Linked DNA regions of Xenopus tropicalis: region 2 is linked to region 1. The links are chromatin contacts, called in public Hi-C maps. All regions are on one chromosome and are shown on one strand. The core of a region is the stretch at or near the end of the contact, and the rest is flanking DNA. Distances in the headings are between cores, read along the strand shown. Region 1 holds the start of bahcc1 (BAH and coiled-coil domain-containing protein 1). Region 2 holds the start of actg1 (actin gamma 1).

Region 1 (3,157 bases), core at 473-2,972:
GTGCAGTAATTGATAAAGGAAAAAATAAATTATAGTTGAAGACCCACACTCCTAAAGCAATAGGAATCCATTTTTAGTTTCCTGGCATCTAACCCGATCACTTACATTAAAATGCCTGAAAACGAACGTAAACTAAAATTGTAAAACCACGGATTTATAACCCCTCCCCCAATTTCGTTATTTTACAGCTGTTTTTATGTCTCAACAATAGTATTTAGAAAAAAAAAAAAAAAAAAAGGAAGGCGCCTGCCTAGAAATACGATTTATTGTGCTAAATCCTATGTATAATTAGCTGTGAATTTGGTGCAAAAATGAGTTAAATTCTCCTCAAAATGACGCTGCAGATTAGTTCTATAGAATCCTCACTTGTGACTCCTTTGTTAAGTGAAAAGTCAATGTCTTTAATTAAAAATCGTTAAAGCAAAAATCTATTTTATTTTCTGCAAAAGCAATATAATTTCGACTCTGCATATAAATGTAGACAATCAATGCGGGCGAAAATAACTGGTCTTGTTTGTGTTGATTAATTGGTTTCACAGAAAAATCTTCATTCAAAATAGAGAAGGAACGGAGGAAGCCGTTCCTTACCATTGTTCTATTTTATTTTGCATTAAAACAACGCTTTGGCTTTGCTTTAAACCGTCTGAAGTAAATCTCTGCCCGTCCCTGCGCTAAAAGCGGAACCCTCACAATTATAAACCGCTGTGTTTGTAAGATATAAATTAAATCAATGTGAAACAAAACAGATACATTTTAGAAACTATCATATATACATGTATTGCGCTATCAGATCGATACACAAACTAACGACTATTAAACTACAGTCGCCATTTCTAATGAAAATTAAAAATGTCTAAACTTGTAATAAATAAACGCAAACCGAAATATTGCGAGCAAAATGTAAATATATGAAAATCTACAAATTGTATTTCTAGACGAGCACTTTATTATAAAACGGTTTCTAAATATAGATAGCGTAATTAAAATAATTTCCTTTCAGCCTTTTTATAAGTAGAGAAACGTGTTGTTAAATGTAGGTCCATGCCAAATGTATCAACGCGTTATTCCAATTCACTGTACAATGTGGCTAATAGGTTACATTCATTCGAATGTGAATTTGTTATTTGCCCATATAGTTGAGAATATGGCAGTTTCTAAAGTGATTTCGCTATTTATCAAGTATAAAAATGGAAATGTATAACGAGTATATTTGTATAATGTTGTTTTTTCGTGCGTAAGATCTAACAAAATGTATAACCGTTTACAAGAAGGAATTAAAAGGAAATATCCAGGCAAAGTAGACGTACCTAGGAGTGATGTCCTGGCTCATTTCTATGCAATCCCAGGGAGAATGGAGCTCAGGCAGCACAGAGCAGGGTGGAGGAATAATTCCCTGTTCTAGCAGATCCCTCACTTGGTGCTTTTATTGCTCTTGGGAAAGGGGAAGTTACTTGCTGCTGGCTCCTATTTGGACTGCGCGGTCACTGTACAGATCCTTTGTGCAGGGTTCTCACTTATCGATATTATTATTATGGTGATTCTAATAAATAGGATTTGAGGGCTCCGGCTCTTGGGTCCCTAGCTGCCTGGAGCAAATCCAATGAATTAAAGGCCAGGCTGCTGGTAGCTGGATAATCACAAATTTATGGCTGTGTGACGTTTCTCCTCTCCCACAATGGAGTCCCAGTGACATTAAACAGAAAATTGATGAGAGAGACGCGAAATTTAATCTCCTTCCCCCCAACCAGACATTTAAATGTTGTTTCTCCCCTTCCGATTTAACCCAATGGGTGCCAAGCCCCGCACTCGCCGGTCTCGCAGGGGTTAAAGCGGCCCTATTGTTCCTTGCTGCACCACTGCCCTTCCCCCTCCCCCAGCCGGAATGTACACCCAGCGCTCCCCTAACAAATACACAAATGGGGCTTTAAGGCAAAACAGAGCATTTTTATTCCTTTCATCACTTACCTTTATTACATATATTTCCCAGGGAGGGAGAGAAAGCTGCCCGCCCACCCCCCACCCCCAAACATGCCGGATCCCAGCAGGATTTCCCGGGTAGTAGTGAAGCTGTGGGGCTGGGGAGAGCAGCCCGGGAGGGAAAGGAGCATTTGGCCCTAAGGCCCTGCAGGAAGTCGGCAGTCAGTCCCCGCCAGTTTCCTCCGGGCATTGCGCCCTCCGTGCACCGGGAGCTCTCGGTCGGCCTCTGTCCGTCGCCTTTATCCGCCTCCCCAAAGTCCGGTGCCCGGCGCCCAGGCAGAGACTTCTCTTAAAGGAGCCGTGTGCAATTCCCTTCCCCACTCCCGGGGCTCCTATTGTCCACCATGCCTGCCAGGCACCGCCCCGGGCAGTGACGTGTATGGTACCGCCCCCGGCCTCACTCAAGTCTATTTAGTGCCACGTATAGTGAGATGCGCAGCTTTTCCCCACACAGTCAGCGCCGGGAGGCAAGAGTAGCGCTATTAGCGTGTATAGGCGCTAGTGTTCCTACTCGGACTTGGCCTCTCCGGGCGCAAAATGGCCACTCTAAGGGACCATTCAATCCGTGACACCTCAGCCAAGGAAATCAAATTCAGATTTTAGTCCCTTTGCGGTGTATGAATGCGCTTACTACATTGGTGCGCCCCCCCTTGTATGATTTTATTTTGCTGTAACGATACCTGCTGCGCAGAGCCCTTATGCAGCCCTACCCCTAAAGTCTCTTTAATGTGGGCATACATGGGTAAGCTCTACTTAGATCTTCAACTAAATGGCCACCAACATGGTGGAATAAATACAATGATAGTTTGGTTTCTGGGCAAATGATCAGCTTATAATAAGGTCCAATGGAGACCTGTTGGAAAAGGTAGATTGTAAGCTCTATGGGACAGGGACCTTCATTCTCTTGTCTCTTTGATTCTTGACTTATTGCAACTGTACTTTGTAGCTATTTGTATTTATTATTATACTTTGTATTTATCTTTTATTTAGTTTTTTAATAAACCCTTGTTGTATATTTTAATTTATTCTATAAAGCGCTGGGTACATATGTAGTGCGTTATAAATAAAGATATATATACATACATATATCACCGTTACCTCAAGGGATTTCAAACCTGCATGATGGTCTGCTCTGCCAGATATTGATCAGACAAGACCTTCCAAGGGCCCTATACATGGG
Region 2 (3,157 bases), core at 438-2,937, 160 kb before region 1:
TTCTAGTATTATCTATGGCAGGGTATTCTCTGGCATTTTGTAGCTGTGACAAGTAGCTGCTACTAAGTAGCTCCATGTGTCTTCACCCTAACCAGGCACTTGAACATGCAGTATGGGATTAATGTAAAAAGCTGAACAGCATGTAAGGCAAACCACATAGATTTAATATTGCAGTGCAGACTGCCATCATAGATAACAGAACTTCTCTGTGACTTAAATCTAATTAAGGAAGTGCATGAAAAGGGGTTTGCATTGAAAGCAGTAGTTCTCTGTGGTTGCAATTTATCATAATTTTCCTCTATTTACAATTAGGTATGGCCCACCTGGTTATGTTGTGGATTTACATTCTGCTGTGTGATGTTGCCCCTCCTGAACCCCAAAATCGACTCCCTTCCCCAGTAGAAGCAGACAGTCAAGAGAACTATCAGCTCAAATTGGGCAGATCAGTATAGGTAAGTGTACATTCTGCACTTATAGTTTATGTTTCTGAACAGATTTATACAGAGACCATCCCAGTAACGTACCATGAACTTTGTTTCACCATAACAACATTTTCTGCATGAAGCCAAACACATGACTGTCACTATACAGGATATTCTGCAAGTAAGCTTCCCTCTAACAACTGCTGCAATTCCTAAGCCATTCCCTCTCTATATGTGTAATGTCTATTCCAATTTGTTCCGAACATCTTTAATGAATCTGTCTTTATAATCTGGCAATGTACCCACCAAGCAGCCCTTGCCTTCAGGGATTGTTCTTTAGAAAGTTCTGTTTAAGGTAATGTGACATGCAAGACTGAGCTCACTTCCCAGCAGTCCCACCCTGAATGTATTCCTTCCATCTTAGCCCTAAAGGGAGAATGCTCAAGCACCTGAGGCTTCAGAGAATACAAAATAAAGCATTTCCCAGCAAGGTACCTAAAGGGGGTATGTAGTAGAACCACGCCCTTTAATATCCTGTCTATAGGCAATCCATGCATTTGTGTTATATCTATATAGGGTTTAGCCCATGTATCACTTAGCACTTTATTTACAAAACTCCCTGGGCTTGGAATTCGACCAGATCCCACTCTAATTTTAGATAAAGAAATAAAAATAAAGTTTCAAGGATGTAATGTGTTCCTATTGGGTATACTGTAGGAAAATGCACACCCTCTGTATAAGGACAATGAAACACCTAAGGAAAAAAACATGACCTTAAAAGGTATTTCCATCCTTCCCTTTGGCCATAGTGGCACCACGCTCGCCTGCTATTGTTAACTACGCTTCCCAGCAACCTCCGCTACCCCAGTAATCCGTATCTCACTGTCCCACCGCATAAGAACTTGAGAGTTAGAAATCCCCGGACTACGATGTTTCCCTGTATTTTACAATACATTTTAGAGAAATGTTTCAAGTAATAGTAACATATATGTGCAAGGGTAGCGGCTTTCCTGCTCTAACACGGCCAGGCCTTACACGCCTCCCTATTGCTCATAAGCGCATGTAACTTCAGGGGTTCCGGGTGGACGTAGGGCCAGGACTCCGGTCCCGCCTCTTCTCCCAACCAAGCAACCAATGGCGAGGCGTGTTTCTGAAAGATGCCCATATTTGGCGATCTTCTGTCTGTGCGGCAGCAGGCGGGGCTGGAAGCCTGTGACGTTAAATAGAGATAACGGCCGCTACTGGGTTCTCATTCAGCCGGTGGCAGCGGACTTGACAGCTACTTCCCGCTCTTTGTAACAACTTGCCAGCTTTGCATTTCTCCTCTTAAGGAAACCTCCAGCACCAAGGTAAGACCTTAGACAATGTCTTACGGCTGTGTGTGGGTGGTGGGCGGAAGAAGTCTTATGGGGTACCGTTGGCCGGGATAGCGTGTGGTAGTGTTCTGTCTATATATTGTTACATGACCGTATTGTCTGTGGCTTGGATATTTGTAAGTCTCCAGTAATGCACGCTTAACTTGTTCTCCTAAAAAGCTGCTGTTGATCTTAATGTGTTACAATGCCCTGCGATATTCTATTTTAAAATAGGCATATTCTATATACATATCTGGCCCTTGTCATACTTCTGGTTACCCTGGGTGCCGAATGATGTTAATATGGCTATGTACAGAACTATATGGCTCTGGTGTCAGTCGCCGTTCGGAGGTGGCTTCCCTCCCTTATGGCTAGAAGTTTGCGCGGGTTTCCCTGCGATAGCATGACGGGCTGCACCATTCTAAAGGGTAGGGGTGAAGCTATTTCTCGCCTCCCCCCCCCAGTTACTTGTATGAGTCACCCCACCTCTGTTGGCCACGCCCACGAGTTTGAAGCTTGTAGCTTTTTGTTTCAGCGGCAGGGCGTGGCTGCTGCATTCTGCTTCCATATTAGGGCAAGAGCTCTGTGATTGGCTGAGCGAGCAGTCAGGGCAGATTTAAACATCACACCAGTTCTAGGGGTGGGGCTGCTGTTCATTAGCCGGTACCGGCTCCTGCGTTGTATAAAGTAAGGGCGGGGGTTAACACTAGGGCGAGTCAGAGAAATCTATTCTATTATGTTTATTTATAACTATATTAAATTAAAGATTCTGCAGTATGGGCAGCTGTTCTTAAATACAAATAACTTGGGTGATTGTGTGCTTTACATCCTGTCATTTTTGTAAATGTTCTATATTGCTTGGATAGCTACACTGTATTGTTAGCCTGACAGCTGAAGTCTTGTAGCCTTTTTGTGTTTTTTTTTTTTTTTTTTTTGTGGTGTGCCCTTTCCCTATTGAGGGGAATAACAGGGCGTGACTGGCTGTACCACTTGCCTCAAGTCTTTAGCCTATGAAAAGGGCTGCCTTAGCCTTTCATTAAACGATTATCTAATCATAGAAGTGTTGATTGTGTTACTATTAATGCTGTTAATCAGCTGTGGGATATTCCCTGTTACCTTGTACAGCTTTCAGTGTACAAACTTTCCACATAATTCATGATTAATCTTTTTACTTAAGAAACAAGTGTTTAACGCTTGTCGCTCATGGTAGGGTGGGGCTGAAGTGGATTAAACGGTTACTATGCCTTACTGTTGGTACACTTGCCTACAAATGGCTTAGCTGTGTACGGAGTGAGGTTGTGGCTACTGACTGAGATAAATAGCCAGTCCCTTATTTTGCTTATGATGATCTGTTTGTTTACCACACAGAAATAAAATGGA

The links. Hi-C and Micro-C count contacts between places; a contact is called where the count stands out from the background.
Region 2: a Hi-C map of gastrula embryo shows a contact between it and region 1, with 7 times the contacts expected there. The contact joins the promoter of actg1 here to the promoter of bahcc1 in region 1. A contact is called at or near these places in 2 of 5 Hi-C or Micro-C datasets (brain and gastrula embryo).

The regions. Positions count from the first base shown.
Region 1 is chr10:28,472,463-28,475,619 of UCB_Xtro_10.0, reverse strand. It overlaps bahcc1 (BAH and coiled-coil domain-containing protein 1), which reads right to left and starts at 1,722. Exons shown (of 28, transcript XM_004916357.4): 1 at 1,308-1,722.
Region 2 is chr10:28,629,722-28,632,878 of UCB_Xtro_10.0, reverse strand. It overlaps actg1 (actin gamma 1), which reads left to right and starts at 1,687. Exons shown (of 6, transcript NM_204001.1): 1 at 1,687-1,771; 2 at 3,146-3,157. The coding sequence starts at 3,153.